Linked DNA regions of Mus musculus: all the other regions are linked to region 5. A link is a contact called in public HiChIP or PLAC-seq and promoter capture Hi-C data. All regions are on one chromosome and are shown on one strand. The core of a region is the stretch at or near the end of the contact, and the rest is flanking DNA. Distances in the headings are between cores, read along the strand shown.

Region 1 (2,948 bases), core at 148-2,647, 980 kb after region 5:
AACTTGACTATGTGGAGGAGTTTTTTTTTTCAGGTCTAGGTTAGGGCCTAAGATTCTGTCTCTAAACTACTCCTAAGTAGTACAGATACCACCCTGCTGGTCACACTTGAGCCAGGGAGGTTTACTATGGTATAATCTCTGGCATTCGACAATATCGAAATGCTAATAAAGCACAGAAGTTGAGATTAACAGTTGAGATATGCTAAGTTGCACAGACAAAAATAGCATATAGTAAATGATGCTAGTTAGAAACTACAGTTTGATTCATATCTTATACGCAGAGTGGAGAGGGGAGCCCCCAGTGCTCTGGGGTCCGATCACTATTGAGATTATGACTGTTGGTAGATGCTTAAAGATCAACTGCACTGGCTTTTGTGCGATAGTATTCCGCTTCATCTTCAAGTTGGATGGTAGGATTCTCACGATACTTTATACGTCAGTCACATACCAAAAAAAAAAGCACTTTAAATTGATTTAGTAAGAAGTGTCCGTCCTTTCCTACCAGAGTAGACTTATGCAGTCAGTGTTAAATGACTTAATGTAGGTGATTTTAATCACATTAGTTCATTCACAGTGCTGTATACATCACAGTGTTGTACACGCTAGCCGTGTACCACAGGACAACATAATAGATCTGCTGTTGGTTGTCTTCAGCCAGATGTGCTGTCATGCCCTAGTAAACAAGCTGTTGGCACCATCAGACTCTCTCTTTGCTCACAATTGCCTGAGAACAGAAACTGTTCCTACATCTCTATTTTATGCCCCAGAGGCCAAGTTGGCTTAGCAAAGTTTTGATTTTCTGGTTTTGGTTTTGTCTCATTATTTTTAGTCAGATAGGTCATTCCTCAGCTGCAGTAATGAGAATGTATTTCCTTAATTTAAAAACAAAACAACAACAACAACTCAAAGCTTTTCAACTCATTTGAGTACAAACTCAAGACCTTCCTCATCCTGATTTAAATTCCATATTAATAATTATAAATTTTTCCTAGATCTAATTGATTATGCTGTTTACTTAATTTTTCATAGTGGAATAGAAAACACATAGCGATTCTACATTGTTAGATATATGTATATACCTTTGAAAAAGCCCTTCCTCTCTACTAACCTGAACAGTTATAAGTGGGAGGAGTAAGAGAGCCGCATGTGCTACCTACCTTCAGAGCTCGCCCAGCCGTCACTTCGTAAGCCACCTCAGTTCTGCTCTTCTTATTTTAAGTAGAATACTTTGGAGACTGTGAAACTTAAATCTGCAGGGTTTTTTAAAGAGGATATGTACAGCTAGCTTTCCACTCTTAAAACCAAACCACAGATGACACATTTCCTTTCCGCTGCAACTCAACTACATGTCACGGGGAAAGCAAAGACTGACTTGTCCAGCTGGCAATGGGATGACAAGAGGCTTTGTAGCGCCAGTCTCCACCCCCTGAATGGGGAGGGCTTTCCTCTTTCCTTCCCCTTCCCCCTTTTCTCTCCCACCTATGGCTTATTGTTTATGCCTACTATCTGCTTTTGAAATTAGTATTATTCAATGGAAATTACATGATGGCATCTTTAGTGTGGCATTAAAATCACTTTTCTAATTTTATATCACAGACTGATTTGAAAACATAAATGTGGGGTCCTTGGAGGTGTTTGTCAGCTAGGAGGATCACCGAGTCCGTGGAGGTGTTTGTCAGCTAGGAAGATCACACACATCACTGCCGTTTCAAGCTGCGAACTGCAGCAGTGATCTGAGCAGAATTTGGGCCAGAGAATGCTTGTAGGGTGTGGTGTGTGCAGTTGTGTCATTGCCTCAGATTAGACACGTCTGTTCGTCCGGGATGGATTACACGGTTTTGTGTGAAATCAGATAGACTCCTCTGATGATCTCCTTGGTTCTGCTGATCGTACCGAAGCCTGGGTCACAGCAGATCCCCTCTGATCCTGTCTCACTACGATCCTCCCTTCAGGTTTTCTGAGGTGCTTGTTTCCTCACTAGCCCCACACATGTCACGCATCTCTAACGCTGTCTTTGATCATCTCCTCCCTTTTTCTGAATGAGCACCACACTAATCTCCAGGGATCATTAGACACTTTCTCATCTCCTTAAAAAGATGACCACTTTTAATTTATATAATTTAAATTTTTATTTATTTTTATGGTGTCACTGGGACTGATCGCAGTTATCTACGCCTACCTTTATGTAGGTTTTGATGTCACCAGGTTTGCATGACCAGCACCTGCTGAGCCAAGTCTTTCACACCTCCCCTCCTTTTTATTTTGAGTCAAGTTTATTAAGTTGCCCATGGTAGCTTTGAATATTTTTGGGTTTTGCTGGTTTTCCTTTTTTTTTTAAATCTCCTCTCACAGTCCATCCCAACCACAGCTTCCCCTCCCTCCTCTCCTCAGTCTGCCCCGTACCTCCTCTTTCCCAGATCCACTGCTCCTCCATTTTCCTTCAATAAAGAGCAGCCTGAAACAGCTTCTTGTGGAGTTGAAACTGGCCTAGAACTCAATATGGAGCTGAGGACGACCTTGCCTTTATGGTCATCTTGCCTTGCTCCCATGTGCTGGGATCACAGGCTTTTATCACCACATCCATCTGAGCGCTAGGAATTGCACCTAAGCTTTCATACATCCACTAGGCAAGTACTCGGTCAACTGACCAATGCCACAGCCTCCTTGATTCTTACTAAAAGTCAAAAAAGTTGCCTATATTTTCAAAAGTGATTCCAAAATATTTGCAAAATTGAGAATATTGTTTTAAAGCAGCAAAGTGTCATGCTCTCTACATACATTTTTATTAGTAGGCCTGTGCTGGTACCAGCCAGTTGATTTCCAGCAAGCAGGATAGTGGGCTCTGACACTGGCAGTCCACAGAGCATAGCTTGACAAATATCCACCCCCAGGCAAACACTGAGGCCTTTCTGCCCCTCACGGCTGTTGCCTTCCTTTGTTTACATCTG
Region 2 (3,037 bases), core at 356-2,855, 850 kb after region 5:
CCTTGATGGTAGCATGGAGTATTATATTTGGTTCACTATGTTCCCAGAGGCAATGCCAGTCTCTTCAATTTGTGATTTCCAACCATAATAGCTTTCAGTTCACAGGTCAAGGAACCAACGTGGGATTTTGCCAATGTCTAAGTATATCTATACCAATTATACATTCTGGAACTGGAGAAATAACCACAGGATGAGTTTGGGGACCCAGTAGACTCTCTGTGATTTGGGTTTCAGTCAAAATTCCATTAATCACCTGATAATCATAAGCCCCGATTTAACTGGAGGGCCACAGTGCTATTTGGGGGTCTCTTGGAACCAGTGTCAGTTTAAAACGAGTGTCCAGTAAACCCTGGAAAACCTGATTGTTTCCTTTTTCCCAGAGTACATTTACCCTTGTAAAAGGTCATAGGATGGGAGAAGGGCTAACAGTAAAACTTTTAGGTATTTTAGCAAGGTCCTCAGGGGGACCTAGCCTTCTCATCATTCAAGGACTTTGGGGTCTGCAAACTAGCTCAAGTCTGGAAATTGATTGATAAGTTGAGATACCCCTTTGCTACTCTGCAGTATTCTTTTTGTTTGTTTGAGAATTTTTTTTTTTGCTTATATAGATGTAAAAACAAACAAAACAAAATAAAAACATATATTCCTGGAAGCATTATTAGCCAGTACAAAAAGATCCGTAGGAGTCATGCCATCATAAAAGTTACTCTGTCTGTGCTGCCCTTCATGATAAATATTCTCGCCTTGCCTTTGGCAATGCAGTGCTGATACCTGGCCCTGCTACTCTGGGGGCCTAATTAAGCCCATCCCATTTAACTTTTTGGATTGAGCATCAGTGTCTCCAACCTTAAGGTCTGGCACAAAGAGAAGAGCGGGGGCAAAGCCCTTCAAATCCTGGTGCCCCTCTTACCATTTTGTGCCTCACAGGATTAGTGAAGAGAATGTCTTCTGGGCCTTCCCATTGTGGAGGATTCGGTTTTATACAGCACACCCATCATTGCAGTTTCTCTGAACCCTAAAATCCCTTCATCAATACTAAGTCAAGGGACATCAGGTATCCACAGTTCCCTTTCAGTAGAGTATGGCTAGTGCTTAGCCAACCAGTCACGCTTTTGATACCTTTTTAACTGTAAGAACGTCTGTATTGAACTTAGAACCTTAACTCAGTGGGCCCATATCAATAAATTCAGCTTGATTCAGTTTTATGGTTTTTTTTTCACCATTATTTCATGCCCTTAAAAATCCATTCTCATATATATTGCCCAGACTACGGCTTGAATGAATTCACAAACTCAGTAAACTTTAGTATTGTACCACACCTTTGTTGTGAATTTCACTTTCTGTTTCGCTCCTAGAAGCCTTCTTAGCCTTGATACTGATTATAGTTCAGAGGCAATTATTGTCGACAGACACTGAGCGGCATCAGTATTGCCTTGCTTGATGTTTCTCTTTCAGTGAAAGTCACTGAAATTTGTAGACAACAAAGGATTAATTTCCTCAGGCCAAGGTACAAAAGGAAATATTGCAAGGTGTGACAGTGGGGCCGCACCCTACACTAAGAGTGGGCAGACTACTGCCACAGGTGAGACAGACGCATCAGAATTTGAAGGGTCAAAGTCCTCAGCACCTGTCCCCTACACTTCTCCATCTCAAGTTACAGGATCCCACCCCTTACCAGCCAGTGCCTTTAGGCTCCTATTTACCTTAGCAACAGGAGAAGTGCACTTGACTAGGGGGAGTGCAGGCAGGCAGGCAAAAGTGAAAAGTTTCTCCTTCCATGTTCCTTCACAGGTGTGATTCCAGATATAGTCAAGTTGACAAACAAGATTAGCCATCATATTACCTAAGTTTCTGACAAAGCTATCAAAAACATGCATTGGAGAAAAGGTGCCCTCTTTAACAAGTGGTGCTGGGAAAACTGGATCTTTCTCTCTTTCTTTCTTTCTTTCTTTCTTTCTTTCTTTCTTTCTTTCTTTCTTTCTGATTTATTTTATTTATATGAGTACACTGTAACTGTCTTCAGACACACCAGAAGAGGGCATCAAATCCCATTACAGATGGTTGTGAGCCACCATGTGGTTGCTGGGATTTGAACTCAGGACCTCTGGAAGAGCAGTTGGTGCTCTTTAACCTCTGAGCCACCTCTCCAGCTTGAAAACTGGATTTCTATACATATTGTGCAACAATAAATTCAGTGTCTTAGTTAGGGCTTTATTGCTGTGAACAGAAACCATGACCAATGCAAGTCTTATAAAGGACAACATTTAATTGTGGGTGGCTTACAGGTTCAGGGGTCAGTCTATTATCATCAGGGGAGAAGCATGGCAGTAACCAGGCAGGCATGATACAGGCAGAGCTGAGAGTTCTGCATCTTCATCTGAAGGCTGCTAGCAGAGTATTCATTTCCAGGCAGCTAGGATGAGGGTTGTAAAGCCCACGCTCACAGTGACACACCTACTCCAACAAGACCACTTCCTGGGCCAAGCATATTCAAACCATGACATTCAGTATATCAAAACTCTAATGAAAGAAGAAGACAGGTAAAAATATTTGAAGACATAGGCATAGACAAGAATTTTCTGAAAAGGACTATAGCACAGGAAACAATACCAAGACGTGGCAGAGAGAGTTACATGAGATTAGAAATCGCTACCAAGCAAAGGACACAGTCACTAGAGTAAAGAGACCATTTACAGGCTTGGGAAAAGAAATTTCCAGGCTTACATCTGGCTGGGGACTGGTATCTATGATATATAAATAACTGCTAAAATTAAACTCTAAAATCATTTTAGAGTCTGTAGATAGGCTCATGAGCTGAATAGAGTCCCTAATAGGAGAAATACAATGACCAGTAGATACTTGGAAAAAGTTTTCAACATTCATAGACATCAGGGAAATGGAAATTAAAACCTCTTTCAGATTCTGTCTCACTTCAGTTGGGACGTTGTCAAGAAAACAAAAGACAACAGAGGGGAAAATGTGGGTGGGGCTAGTGGGATCCTGAGTAGCTACTTTTTATTTTTCTGTTTTTTTCTGT
Region 3 (3,189 bases), core at 449-2,948, 700 kb after region 5:
GTTCAAACACCAAACCCCAAGAAACAATTCACTAACTCATCTTCAAATGTAAGACATTCTAATTGTTACATAGTCAGCATTTTTCTAAGTGCCTTCACGTTTCCTTGTTAGCTAACAGACACAAACGATTTTTATACTTTAATTAGCTGCTTTAAATACTCAAGTACTGACTAGTAAAATATTATCAACCTCAAGGTTTTTCTCTAAAGTGCTTTGGGGAAAAAAAAAAGTAATGGGGCAGTGGGTGGGAACCAGCCCTAAAACCCAACCTATCTGCATAGCACTTACATCATGAGTCATCACTGAACAAGGCTAACCAGATTCAAGTTCTTCCTCACATTCCATCCTCCGATTTCACGACCAGAAAGGAAGTGTGACAGTGCCTTGTTAAAGAGGGTAGTAGCTCAGTTATAGCCTGACCTGGAACTCTTCACACACTCATGGAGTCCTGCCCCTACCTTTAGCATGGACATGAAAATCCAATTGACAAAACTGTAAAGTCAGTGTCTACTGACGATAATTTTGTTCAACGAATGTCATCCAATGGGCTCAAAGGTGACTCCTTTGAGAGAATTTAAATAATGCTAAGTGCTTTAAAGGGGCCAACGGGCAGGTCTGGCCCACGCCCTTCCACTCCCCATTGTCCAGGCTTCAGCCAGACGCGTGACAGGTCTAGCCACGGCTACATCCTCTGTACAATAGCCCTCCTTCAGCCATTCCACCTATTCTCACGGCTCCTTCCACCCCCACCCCCCCGTGTAGGTGGGCAACATATTCCCTCCTTAGAACCCTTCACTTTCATAACGCCATCCTTTAAAAAACACTAAAACTTTTTTTTCTACGCCGCTGACACCTCTCCAGGTCCCTTTCTCAATAGAGTACCGGACATACAGATGCTGCTGTTCCTGCTGCGCCTCAAAAAACACAAAAGTTCACAACTTCTTCCCACCAAAGAGAGCCTAGGATAGACCACTTAGCCTATGCTAGTAACTCTCCAGGTCCATTCGATATCCAAGACACAGCCGGGAGAATCCCAGGACGTCCGATCCGCACCCCAGCTGTGATGGTGTCACTAGGGTTTGCCCGGCGCTGAGCAAACTCGGGAGGCCCGCTCTGGGTCCATTCACTCCCGGCCGACGCCCATCGCGGGACCGCTTCCTCCCGCCACGCAGCGTCAGTCCTTGCTCCTCTCCATTTCTCCGGAGCCCGGGCATCCGGTCCCCCGCGCTCGTGGGCCTTGGCATCGGACTTCCCCGTTCTCCCATCCCCCACCCCCGTTTTCCCCCCGGGCCCCGGAGCCAGCCCCTTCACGCTCTGCCGGTAGACCCCGCGCTCCCCCTCCATCCCGAGCCTCACCGATCTCTTTCTCGTTAACCCTCGGGGGAAAGCTGGCCATCTATGGGGCACCGTCTGATTCCGGGAACTCGATTCGGACGCGACAACAGAGAAGGGACTCAGCGGGGGCTGAGGGGCGTGACGCGGGCTCAGGCTCTCCCGGGTGTGGAGACTGCAGAGAGAGCGCGGGCGGCCGCTGCGGCTTCTGCGGACTGCCCGGAGGAAATCACCGGAATGCCTGGAACAAAGCCACCGGGTCACACTCAGACAAAAGAGCCGGCGCGCCTTCCACTCACAGACTCACACAGCCCGCCAATGCTTCCGCCGCCAAACCAGACACTGAGACAAGATGGCGGGCGGCACTGATAATATCTGGGAGGCGGGGTGTAGTGGGTGACGTCAGACCATCAGGCCCCGCCCCTCGACGCAGGGGACGTGATGGTCTGGATTCACGGACGGGCGTGAGCCCTCAAAGCGCGACCTGCGGGCATTTTCGAAGTCGAAGGCTCATTGCCAAGGGCAAGCCCGGGATTATATAATGCACGTGACCGAACCGGAAAGGGCAAAGTAGACGTTTCACGTGCTTAATCCCTTTTAGCTACGTCTCTGGCTCCTTAGTACCTGGGAAGTGAAGGTTGCGCTGAAGAAAGATATGATGGAAACTAGCATAGTGGTGTCCAATTGGTCAGGACAGAACAAACTGGTTTTAGGAAAGACTCAGTTGATGAAGGAGACCCAGGGTGATGGGCACCTCTGAGGCCTCCCCAAGACTGCCTCTGTTCTAATTGGTCCCTAAAGTCAGGTCTCCTGAAGAGCTGGCCAATATGACCTCTACCTCAGAATCTGCCCTTCTTCCACAGAAGTTGAGGTCTCTAGGAAGCAGCTAGCTATTCCACATCATTGTTTGGGTGTGCCCCACATCTCAATCTAAGTACCATCTATAAATGATGTCATTGCATTTTAGTGGCCCTTGCGGGACTCTTTCTTCCAAAGGATAACAGATAACGGCTTAGATTTTCTCAGATACTCCTGGAAGACAGAATTGCCCAGCATAACTTTAGATCTCAAACACCATAGGTAGTGCATGTACTGTGTGCATGTCCCTTTGCCCAAGGTAGAAATTCTTAAGATCATGATGATTAATAGAAATAAATCATCCCCTTCTTTAAAAAAAATTACTTGGTTACTGCTTGACAATATGTTTGTCCAGAACTTCATGCACGGCAATGGTGCTGCCTGACGAACAGTAGAAGGAAAAAGAAAATTCAATCTTGTCAAATACAGACCATTATTGTCCCCTAATGTTTTTAGCTTATTTATTTATTATGTGTGTATGAGATATGTGCATGTTTTTGAGTCTTTTTTTTTTTTTGAGAGTTCATGTGTCTTAAATGCTTCTGTGTGAATGCAGGCATTCAGAGGTCAGATGACATCCTAGGATATGAGTCCTCACCTCCCACCTTTCCTGAGACAGGGTCTCTCATGATTTCAGTGCTTGTATACCATGCTAGCTGGCCCTGTAACTTCCCGACTCCCTGACAGCCCTGTTAGAGTGAAGGGATTGTAGAGTAGTAGTCTGTAATCTCCTGCCTTCTGCTTTAACCTGGGTTCTGGGCTTTCGAACGGTCAGGTTTGCATTTTCACCTCTGAGCCATCTTCCCAGCTATTTTTTTTTTGAGTTTTCATACAAAAATATGCAGATTTCACAAACTTGCAGGGCTGGAGGAGGGGGGTATAGCTCAGTTAGTAAAATATTTGTCTAGTATACAGGAACCATGGAGTCCAGCTCCAGTTCCTCAGAAACCTAAAGCAAATGGTACATGCTCGAAAGCCCAGCTCTTGGCAAGCAAAGGC
Region 4 (2,792 bases), core at 83-2,582, 680 kb after region 5:
TTTTCCTTTCCCTTCTTCTCCTTTTCCTCCTCCTTCTCTTCTTCCTCCTCTTTTTCATCATCATCCTCTTCCTCCTCCTCTGATTTTTCAAGACAGAGTTTTCCCAGCCACCCTGGAACTTGCTCAGTAGACCAGATTAGCCTCTGCCTCCCAAGCGCTGGGATTAAAGGTGTGCGCCACCACACTTGGCTTGCCTCCAACTTCTTATCCTTTTGCCTTAGTCTCTTGAATGCTGGGATTTTTTTGTTTGTTTGTCTTGTTTTGATTTTGAATGCTGGAATTACAGTTATATGCTACCACATCCATGAGGATTTTTGAAAACCATGCTGATTACAAAATATATCTTAGTTTCAGTTAAAATGTGATGGTGGAAGGGGCCTGGAGAGATGGCTCTTATTTCTCTTTCAGGGAATCCCAGTTAGGTTCACAATACCTGTGTCAGATGACTCACAACTGCCTGTAATTCCAGCTTCAGAGGGTTGGGTGCCCCCTTAGGACTTCTGAGAGCACCCACTTGCATATGGCTTGCTTGTCTCACACACCACACACACATACACACTCTCACACACAAATCTTAGCTGAGTACTTGTAGTGCACATCTTTAACCCAGCACTTGGGAGGAGGAGGAGGAGGTAGAGGCAGAGGCAGAGGCAGAGGCAGAGGCAGAGGCAGAGGCAGAGGCAGGTGGATCTCTGAGTTTGTGACCAGCCTGGTTTACAAAGTGAGTTCCAGGACAGCCAGTGCTACACAGAGAAACCCTGTCTCAAACCTCTCACCAAATGAATAATTTTTTAATGTAAAGGATGGTTTTATTTTGAGAGAGGGTCTCATTTACATCAGGGTGGCCTTGTCTTCACAAGCATTTGATATGGCGCCTGGCTTCTGGGAGAAGAATTAAAGTCTAACTTTCCTCAGGGTCATGTGACAAGCATGACTGAGCTTTGTTACTGATGACGATGCCGGCCCTGCCTTGTTCTGGATTTGGTCCACTCCATCAAGAGCATCTGTGAGCTGACACAGAGAACTTACATCCAGTCCATTCCAGCCTCGAGGACTCTGTCCAGGTCATCTCTGGACCAGTGAGGCCAATCTTGCTGGTACAAGAGGCTCCTGCGGCCTTGGTCAGGTGTTGATCAACGAGGGGAGTTTCGAGGCCAGCTTACTTCTTTTCTTGCCTTCAGCCCAGCCCAGCCCTGCAGAATCCTGCTACAGCCTGCTTGAGTTAGATTTGTCACATGGGCAATAAAAATGATTTGTTTGAGTGATATGTGTACCCAAGGACAGCAGAGCGGAGCAAAAACCTAGCCAAGCTCCGGTGTAATTTCCCTGGGCACCGAGCAAAGGGCAGGGACCACAGTCACTCTGTGTGGTTATTTCAATTGCCTCGTTATATTCAGGGGTAATCCTTGTTTGTTTTTGTTTTTTTTTTTCCACAATCCAGTGAAAAGGGTAGGGTGTGTTGGGGAAGGGTTAGCCTGACATCATGGCTGGCCTCCCCGGGAAAGGCGGGGAGGTGTTGGCAAAGACACAGCGGAGCCTGGCTGTTTTCTTCCTAGCATCCGCTCACAAGCATTATGAAGAAAAAACAGGAGTCTGCATTCAGCACCATCTTGGACCTTGAGATCATGTGACCGCCTCCACCTAGAGGAGGGAGTTAGCCTCATGGCTTGCACAGACATCAAAGGAAAACAATAAAACTTCCCAGAACTGCTGACCAGCAGCAGGAACAGTAAAATGCACCCGTGGTCAGTGCTCAACCAATGTTGGTAACACATGTCAAGTAGCTGCCAGGACTCAGCACTGCAGAAAGGAAGGAAGAGCCAATGCCACTTGTGTGGAGACATTATTACATCATTCAACAGCCAATTGAGCAGTCAGTCACAGGAGTCTTCCTCAGGATAGCAGCCTCAGTCACCATGTCAGCGACATCCTTTGGGCAGCCGTCTATGGAGTGTGGCATCTGGCCAAACTGCTATATGCACACCCTCTTGCTGGGAGCCAGATGGGACCGAGCCCAGCCAGCTTGGCTTTGGCCAAGCATTGAGCAGCATGACCCAGTTGAGGGATCTGCTTTCTCCACACAGCACAAGCTGGGTGCGTGGCCCCCAGGTCTCTCATCCAAACCTCCCAGCTCGGGCTATGTTCATGTCTGCCCAACCGGGACCGGGGGTCTGGTTCCTGATCAGTCCTTCTGACCCAAAAGCCAGGCGCCAGCAGCTCCCGTGAGAAGGCGACAGAATCTCCTCAGGTGTGAGGAATTTGGCTTCTAAACAAGGAATCAACATCTAAGAATGATTAACTTATTTGAAACAGGGCTTTATTCGAAAGTCCAAGGAGGGGGTGAAGAAATGAGATCGCGTAGGATTCCGTGGCAAGACGGCAGTGAGCTGGGGCAGCTTATCCGGCACCACCGAAGGGGCCTGACGAAATTGAAGAAAACAAAACAGGCTGAGAGAAAATAGAGGCAGCGGGGTGGGGTGGGATGGGGTGGGGTGAGGGGGCCACCTCTGACTTGTGGGTTTCCTGACCACTTTCCAGTTACTGCAGACCCTTGCAGCACAGAAGGCTCACACGAGTCGGCTGGTTCTCTGCCCAGCTCTACCAATATAATATAATATCATCCAAGAGGAAACCTGACCCCTCTGCAGAGGCAGGTATAATGGGGCGTGTCACGGACTTTCATGTTACCGTGGCCAAAGCTCCTGACGGAATCAACTTAAGGGACAAATATCCTGTGTCACTTGGTCCAGCAGGCAGAGAAGGCATGACGGTGGGAACACGAGGCCACAGTT
Region 5 (3,106 bases), core at 507-3,006:
TGTCCAATAGGACCACAGGTGTACAGAAGGATGTTCAAAGGGGAGGTTTTCCTGGGTTACATGGTGGGCCCTCGTGAATTACAAGTGACCTTATAAAAGGCAGAGAGAGATGTGAATACAGATGAAGTGGCAATATGACGGATGACCTGCAGAGATTGCAGTGAAAGGGCCACAGCCAAAGAAAGGTCAGTGGGTAGACTGTGCGGCCTGAGTGTGATCCGCAGCTCTGCAAACCCAGCCACCTGGAAGAGGCAAGGAGTGTAGTCTACCTTTGAGCCTGAGACCGAACATTCTAAATTTCTAACCTCCGAGCAGCTTAAGCATAACGTTGGGGGTAAAGTAAGCCACTGCGTTTGTGACAATGTCTTAGAGGAGTGAAACAAATCAACTTAACTTGATAACACACTGGTTTTGGTGCTGGGATTTGAATCCAGGGCCTCGTGCATGCTGGCCAATGTTTTTACTACGGAGCCACAGCCTCAATCCCACAATCTTTTGAGTTTACAATCTAAAGCTGTAGCTACATGTCAGTTACAGCCTGGCCTGAGGTCCTCTTGCAATGGATTCAAATGAACTATTATTTTAAGGGGAAAAAAAAGTAGGATCCATAGGGCCCTCAACATGTCCACAGGCAGCCAGTCCTTGGGAAAGCAGCACCACAGACCGGTGCTCTTGCCACATGCTACCTACGGGTTTCCCCTGTAGATCAAAGGTCTTTGCAATCCCGTGGTTCCACAAACAAACCAAAAAGACTTAAGGGAGTGGGGGGTGACACTGCTGATGGTGTCACTCCTTAACTTTGTTGAGTAGGTGACAATTCCTGTGTCATGTCCTCTCAGAGAACACAAGGCACATGTCATTTTGCAGCCACCATTGAGAATTTACGGATTTAAGATTAAGAACTGCCCTGCAAAGAAGAAACATTTAAAGAGCATTTCAGCCATTTCAAACATTTAGGTGGATAAGTCCGTCAGTAGATTGGAGAGGCATGCTTAATCTTGACCTTAAAATCGGGTCAAAGAATGCTCTCCAAAGCGCAGGGAACGGTAGCTCATCTTCAAACAATTCAAAACTGACTTGGAAAAGCGACATTTCCTCAACTGCTCCTCAAGCTAGATCCAGACCCAGAAGGAGTGTATGAATGCCACGAGCACTAACCAAGGGCTAACCCTTCAGTCATTTTATTCTACTACGCAGGACTTTTTTTTCTTTCTCGGCTTACACTGGACTTTTAAAGTCCATCCAAACGCAATAGATTCAACACGTGACAGACACTGGTTCACCCAGGCAACTTCCCTCAGCCAACTGCCGTAGTTAAAACCATGGGAGCGAAACACACCCAGGCAAAGGTTTTGCAAAGGATTGGCGAGTACATGGGGCTCAAACCCAGGACCTCCTAGGCATGCGCCCTACCATTGGGTTGCACCCTCAGTTCCGCTCTGAAAAAAACAAAGCGGTGGTCAACGGCTGGGGACAGCCGGCTGGGGCCGAAGTCAGGCACGGAGCCAACAGAAATCAGGACGGCCACGTGGGGACCCCTGAGCCTCACCTCCTGCGGGTATAGTTCGGGCGGCAGCACCGCCTGCAGGTCGATGAACAGCGTGATGGGGATGTGCGAGACGAAGTAGAGGCCCAAGAGCCACTCGACACAGCGCCTAGCTGCCAGGGCCCCCATGTTCCCTCCTGTCCGTTGGGCTACGACTGGCAAGCCGGTGATAGAAGCCTGCTACGTGGTTAGAAGCCCCGCGCCCGAGCTGTGCCGTCCCGCCCCCGGCTCACACAGGCCGTACCTATTGGTCGAAGGGGAAAAACAGAAGCGGCTCGTGAGTGGGTGGAGGCCCTCGTGGCCCGCCCATATAGCGGGGCTATAGTTTGAATGATGGCCTACCTGTTGTTTCCATTGGCTGCTGGGAGTACCGCGTGAGGGGGCGTGGCTCTGAGCGGTCCACGTCGGCGGGTGCGCGTGTGCAGCCTCGGGCTGCGTGCGCTGGTCTTCCCTGTGCCACGAGTGTTTTATTCGCTGGGTTCTGTTCCGTATTGGGACCCCGGGCCAGTAAAACCAGAACCCGCAGTGGCAGTTTAGGAGCGCTGCGAGCCGGACTTTCCTGCTGGCTCCAAAATCACTGCTCAGCCCACAAATAATGATTTTATATGATGGACCCTGATAGGCCTGGGACAAGATGGGGGCTGCCATTCGATGAGAATAGGGAACACAGGACTTGGGTTCAAGGGAAAGGAAATTAAGTTTGTGCTTTGTATACACTGAGCAGGGTTAGGGCTTGGGTACTGCTAAGTATAGAGCATTTACTTAGCACTCAAGAAGGCCCGACTTCCATCTCTTGCACCATTTGAACCAGAGCCCCAAAGGGCCGGGTGTGGACAGAAATCTGTAAGGTCTAGGCCAGCCTGGTCTACAGGCAAGCTAGGGATACATAGAGCCTGTCTCAGACCAAACCAACCAACCAAAGAGACCTTGAGCAGGCAGGCGGGCAGTTGGATGAACTTGGTTTAGATTTGTGAGAGCATTTGAAGGTTAGAGAGCGAAGGGCATTAAGAGATCCTACAGAATCATAAGGGTCATGGGAGGAGATGACCAAGCGAATGATGGTCACAGGGAAGAATGGAGTAGCTGTGTCACGGTTGACACTGAGTGCTGTCCACCAGTACCAATGAGAAGTCCTATGGCTGGAGAGCAGTGTATTGGGAGGTAGGGAAATGGAGACAGAGTGTAGACAACTGGTCGGGAAGAGGTAGAGAAATGGACCCCACGTGTCCTTCTCTTTCTTTTGTATTCACTTTTTGAGACAGCCTCTCACTATGTAACCCTGTGACTGGCTGTGTAGACAAGGCTAGCCTGAACCTCACAGAGATTCACCCTGCCTCTGCCTTCCAAGTGCTGGAATTAAAGTCATAGGCACCATGCTTGCTCCAGTGTGCCCATTTCAGCAAAGGAGACTGGGATGTCTAAATGGGTTTGAAGTTTCTGCCCAGAGAAGTGAAGGAAAGTATAGCTAAGGGAAAGCAAAAATTAGGGTTAGGTAGGGTAGTCTGTGTGCCCAGTGGTAGCTACCATAGTACTAAGACAGAGGGGTTGGCGTTGCTGAGG
Region 6 (2,988 bases), core at 281-2,780, 600 kb after region 5:
GCAGATGCAATTAGCAATTGTGTGTGTGTGTGTGTGTGTGTGTGTGTGAGAGAGAGAGAGAGAGAGAGAGAGAGAGAGAGAGGAGAGAGAAAGGGTATTATGTATCTAACAAGACATCCTCAGACCTACAGAAACCAAATGTGGCAATGCCAGGGAAAGGCCCTTCTTAGGGAAAGAGTTACTAAATAACCCCTTCACTTTCAAAGGTCTTCCAGTCTCTGGGCAAAAGCAAGTTGGGAAGGCACTAGTTTCCCCCCCAATGTGTAAGGGGGTGGGGGAGCGTCCCCTTCTGAAATGCCAACCACCTTTCTGGCTGGTTCTTCCAAATCGTTTTAATGCTGCACTTCCCAACTGTATAATTTGAGAGAAGAGAGCTCACACATCTTGTTTCCTCATTGCACTCCAGGTTATCTCTGTCAGCAACCCCCTTAAGTAGCCTGTTCTTACCAAAGGTTCCCTTCCCCAGTATAATCCTTCCTAGGCCAAAGCTCAGTGTTTGGGGTGGAGTAGGGAAGTCAAAGGGTAATTTCATTTTAAGCAGTGAACCGCTGTGACATCTCCAAAGACAAGCACCCCAACGCCTGAACAGCAAAAATGCTGTTTCAGCAAACACTTTTTGAAAAGCGGCAGAGACCTGGTGGAAAGGAAAGAAACGGACAACAAGGAGAGTGGGGAGTGAGGGGAAAGTCAGTGCCACCGATCGATCGACGCTCACACTTCAAGGGACGTCCCCCACATCGCCCCAGCCCACGCTACCGGACTTAAAGCACACGGAGAAAAGACCGGCGCGTGATTCAGTGGGACAATGACTACTGTGGGCACTGGAAATAGGGTGAAGGCGGAAAGGGGTTTGCAGTGGGGTGCCCTGTGCATCCTACTCGGCACGCTGGTCTTCGAGACTCGATCCAGTTCCACGCTAACACCCCCCTCCCCTAAATTCTTCCAAAGTGAGAGCTGGTCGTAGGTCCTCACGCTGCCGCATCAGAGAGCTCGGGAAAGGGAGGAAGACTCCAGCCAGCAACCCCGCTGCAGGATGCAACTCGGGAAGGAAAGCAGTGGGGCGGCTCCCGGGCCACCGCCGGGTCCGGACGTGGGGCGCAACGGCCCCTTACCTCTAGGGTCCGGATCTCCTGCTGTGTGAGGTCGTTAGACACTGAGCACTTGGTGCGCAGCCCGCGCAGACTGCCGATGGAGATATCGATGAGCTTCTGCAGCTGGCCGCACTGCTGCAGCGCCCGGCTGACGGCGGCCCCTGCGCCCCCGTCCGCCGCGGCGCCCCCGCCGCCGCCCTCCTTTTTCTCGCCCATCGCTGCCGCGCGCAACGCCGCTCTATCCATGCCTCGGCATCGGGGCCGCTGGGGGCCGAGGCGAGGAGCCCGGGGACACGGGCGCCTCGGCAGGAAAGCCCCGAGCCAGGAAGGCTGCACTAGGAGCGCCCCTTGGCGCCGCCTAAGCCTGCAGTCCCGAAAGCCTGCTGCCCAGTCCGCTCCTCCTCCCGCCCAGACGCGGCGGCAAAGCGAAAGCCTCCACTACCCGACGGCTGTGGTTGTTGGAGCCTTTAAGCGACAGCGGGGGCCGGATCGGGGCCGCGACGCATTCTGGGACTTGTAGTCCGCGCATCGCATCTGCTTTCTGGCCCGCGCCCTCGGGGCCCCGCCCGCACTTCGGCCCCGCCTGACGTCTAGAAGGGGCTGCTCTGCGCCTGCTCCAATTCGTGCGCGTCGTGGTCTAGGGAGTTTGATTCCTTTACCCCCATCTCCCACTACTACACCCTTCTCACACACGCAAGCGCACACACATCAGTAGCTTTCCGAGACTGGCGAATGGGGTGGGGAAGGGGCTGATGGCTCAGACCCAGATAACCCCTGTCTTGTAGGATATTGAGGGTCCTAAAATTTTTGTATGAGTTTAGGGGTTACCATGTATGGGAATGCGCTAAAAGTGTAGCTCAGCGGCAGAACATTTGCCAGGCAAACACAAAGCCCTAGGTTTGATTCCCCAACACTATCAAAAGAAAAGAAAAAGAAACACCCACCTTCATCAAAATCTCACAACACCCGACGAGGCTGTGTTTGTGTTCACATAGAGCTTGACCCTGAATTGTCACACCAAAGTTACTGTGCAGGCAAGGAGAAAGGACTTTCTTCTGTGTTCTATTTACTCAACAAAATAAATTTAGTGCCCCCCATACCCTGTAGATGCCACATGGGCAAAATATTAATTTGTTGAACAGTTCTAAGAGTTTCGAGCCAGAGAGAACCTGGGTCTACCCAGTATGTGAACTTGGACAAATAGCTTTCCTCTGAGTGCCCAAGTTTCCCCTTCACATCAAATAGGGTAGTCATAGCCATCTAGTCTAGAGGGTTTCTTTAAAAAAGTTATGTTTCTAACAGCACCCATATTAACTGCTGGCATGTGCGATCAAGTATACATGCTAGCTCCTTTCTAACTTCACACTATCTAGATGAGACCCTGAGCCTCAGCAGTCAGTGGTCTTAGCAGTGGTGTTTCCCAGTCTGCCCTAATTTAAGCTTTACCACACCTGCTCATTCTCCTCTCCCATCAGTCCACCTCACATGTTCTAGCAATAAAAATGAAGTGAAAATGAGCCAGGTGGCAGTGGCACTCTGGAAGCAGAGGCAGGAGAATCTCTGTGAGTTCCAGGCCAGCCTGGTCTACAGAGCAAGTTCCAAGACAGCCAGGGCTACACAGAGAAACCCTGTCTCGAAAAAAGAAGTAAAAACTGAAGTCAAGTGTACACACTTTTAATCCCAGCACTCCAGAGGCAGAGGCAGGAGGATCTCTGTGAGTTCAAGACCAATCTGGTCAAATAGTGAATTCAAGACCAGCTTGGGCTACATATATAGTGAGGTCTTGCCTCAAAAACAGTGTTGGGTTAGACAGATAGCTCAGCAGTTAGGAGCGCTCGCTCCTGCAAAGGATGAGGAGTTCTGTGCCCTGCATCCGTGTGATGGATCACAGCCATTT

The links. Promoter capture Hi-C pulls out the DNA fragments that hold promoters and counts their contacts. HiChIP or PLAC-seq counts read pairs in DNA pulled down with a chosen protein or histone mark.
Region 1: a contact with region 5 is called in an H3K4me3 HiChIP or PLAC-seq map of pro-B cells, with 6 times the contacts expected there. The contact joins the promoter of Evi2a here to the promoter of Tmem97 in region 5. A contact is called at or near these places in 5 of 39 promoter capture datasets (the C10 cell line, the HPC-7 cell line, hippocampal neurons and 2 more), 1 of 484 Hi-C or Micro-C datasets (B cells), 5 of 115 datasets of contacts at active chromatin or transcription factors (acute myeloid leukemia, bone marrow-derived dendritic cells, double positive thymocytes and 2 more) and 1 of 9 other capture datasets (adipose tissue).
Region 2: a contact with region 5 is called in a promoter capture Hi-C map of hippocampal neurons, with 5 times the contacts expected there. The contact joins the enhancer-like site here to the promoter of Tmem97 in region 5. A contact is called at or near these places in 7 of 39 promoter capture datasets (the 3T3-L1 cell line, the C10 cell line, embryonic stem cells and 3 more) and 1 of 115 datasets of contacts at active chromatin or transcription factors (astrocytes).
Region 3: a promoter capture Hi-C map of embryonic stem cells shows a contact between it and region 5, with 3 times the contacts expected there. The contact joins the promoter of Wsb1 here to the promoter of Tmem97 in region 5. A contact is called at or near these places in 10 of 39 promoter capture datasets (the 3T3-L1 cell line, 3T3-L1-derived adipocytes, the C10 cell line and 6 more), 1 of 484 Hi-C or Micro-C datasets (embryonic stem cells), 4 of 115 datasets of contacts at active chromatin or transcription factors (embryonic forebrain, embryonic stem cells, large pre-B cells and 1 more) and 1 of 9 other capture datasets (adipose tissue).
Region 4: a contact with region 5 is called in a promoter capture Hi-C map of liver, with 2.5 times the contacts expected there. The contact joins the enhancer-like site here to the promoter of Tmem97 in region 5. A contact is called at or near these places in 11 of 39 promoter capture datasets (the 3T3-L1 cell line, the HPC-7 cell line, cranial neural crest and 5 more), 2 of 484 Hi-C or Micro-C datasets (cerebellum and embryonic stem cells), 2 of 115 datasets of contacts at active chromatin or transcription factors (bone marrow-derived macrophages and microglia) and 1 of 9 other capture datasets (macrophages).
Region 6: a contact with region 5 is called in a promoter capture Hi-C map of embryonic stem cells, with 2.3 times the contacts expected there. The contact joins the promoter of Ksr1 here to the promoter of Tmem97 in region 5. A contact is called at or near these places in 8 of 39 promoter capture datasets (cranial neural crest, embryonic stem cells, hematopoietic stem and progenitor cells and 4 more), 1 of 484 Hi-C or Micro-C datasets (embryonic stem cells) and 5 of 115 datasets of contacts at active chromatin or transcription factors (embryonic forebrain, embryonic stem cells and forebrain).

Annotation. Positions count from the first base shown.
Region 1 is chr11:79,529,212-79,532,159 of GRCm38.p6, forward strand. Evi2a (ecotropic viral integration site 2a) reads right to left here and starts at 1,398. Exons shown (of 2, transcript NM_010161.3): 1 at 1,158-1,398. The region is part of intron 36 of Nf1 (neurofibromin 1); the gene reads left to right. Evi2 (ecotropic viral integration site 2) reads right to left here and starts at 1,398. Exons shown (of 4, transcript NM_146023.4): 1 at 1,158-1,398.
Region 2 is chr11:79,402,471-79,405,507 of GRCm38.p6, forward strand. The region is part of intron 5 of Nf1 (neurofibromin 1); the gene reads left to right. Among named protein-coding and RNA genes, the nearest start is that of Nf1, 64 kb to the left of the region's middle. Within about 2 kb of position 1,606, at least 22 of the 459 cell types and tissues checked have an H3K27ac peak or open chromatin away from gene starts, as enhancers often do.
Region 3 is chr11:79,252,997-79,256,185 of GRCm38.p6, forward strand. It overlaps Wsb1 (WD repeat and SOCS box-containing 1), which reads right to left and starts at 1,699. Exons shown (of 9, transcript NM_019653.3): 1 at 1,357-1,699. The coding sequence starts at 1,396.
Region 4 is chr11:79,228,104-79,230,895 of GRCm38.p6, forward strand. The region is part of intron 1 of Gm30470 (a long non-coding RNA gene); the gene reads left to right. Among named protein-coding and RNA genes, the nearest start is that of Gm30470, 4.8 kb to the left of the region's middle. Within about 2 kb of position 1,333, at least 52 of the 459 cell types and tissues checked have an H3K27ac peak or open chromatin away from gene starts, as enhancers often do. A contact at or near this core is called in the HPC-7 cell line, cerebellum and liver, where this site is marked.
Region 5 is chr11:78,548,979-78,552,084 of GRCm38.p6, forward strand. Tmem97 (transmembrane protein 97) reads right to left here and starts at 1,757. Exons shown (of 3, transcript NM_133706.2): 1 at 1,550-1,757. The coding sequence starts at 1,675.
Region 6 is chr11:79,144,943-79,147,930 of GRCm38.p6, forward strand. Ksr1 (kinase suppressor of ras 1) reads right to left here and starts at 1,531. Exons shown (of 19, transcript NM_013571.3): 1 at 1,113-1,531. The coding sequence starts at 1,337.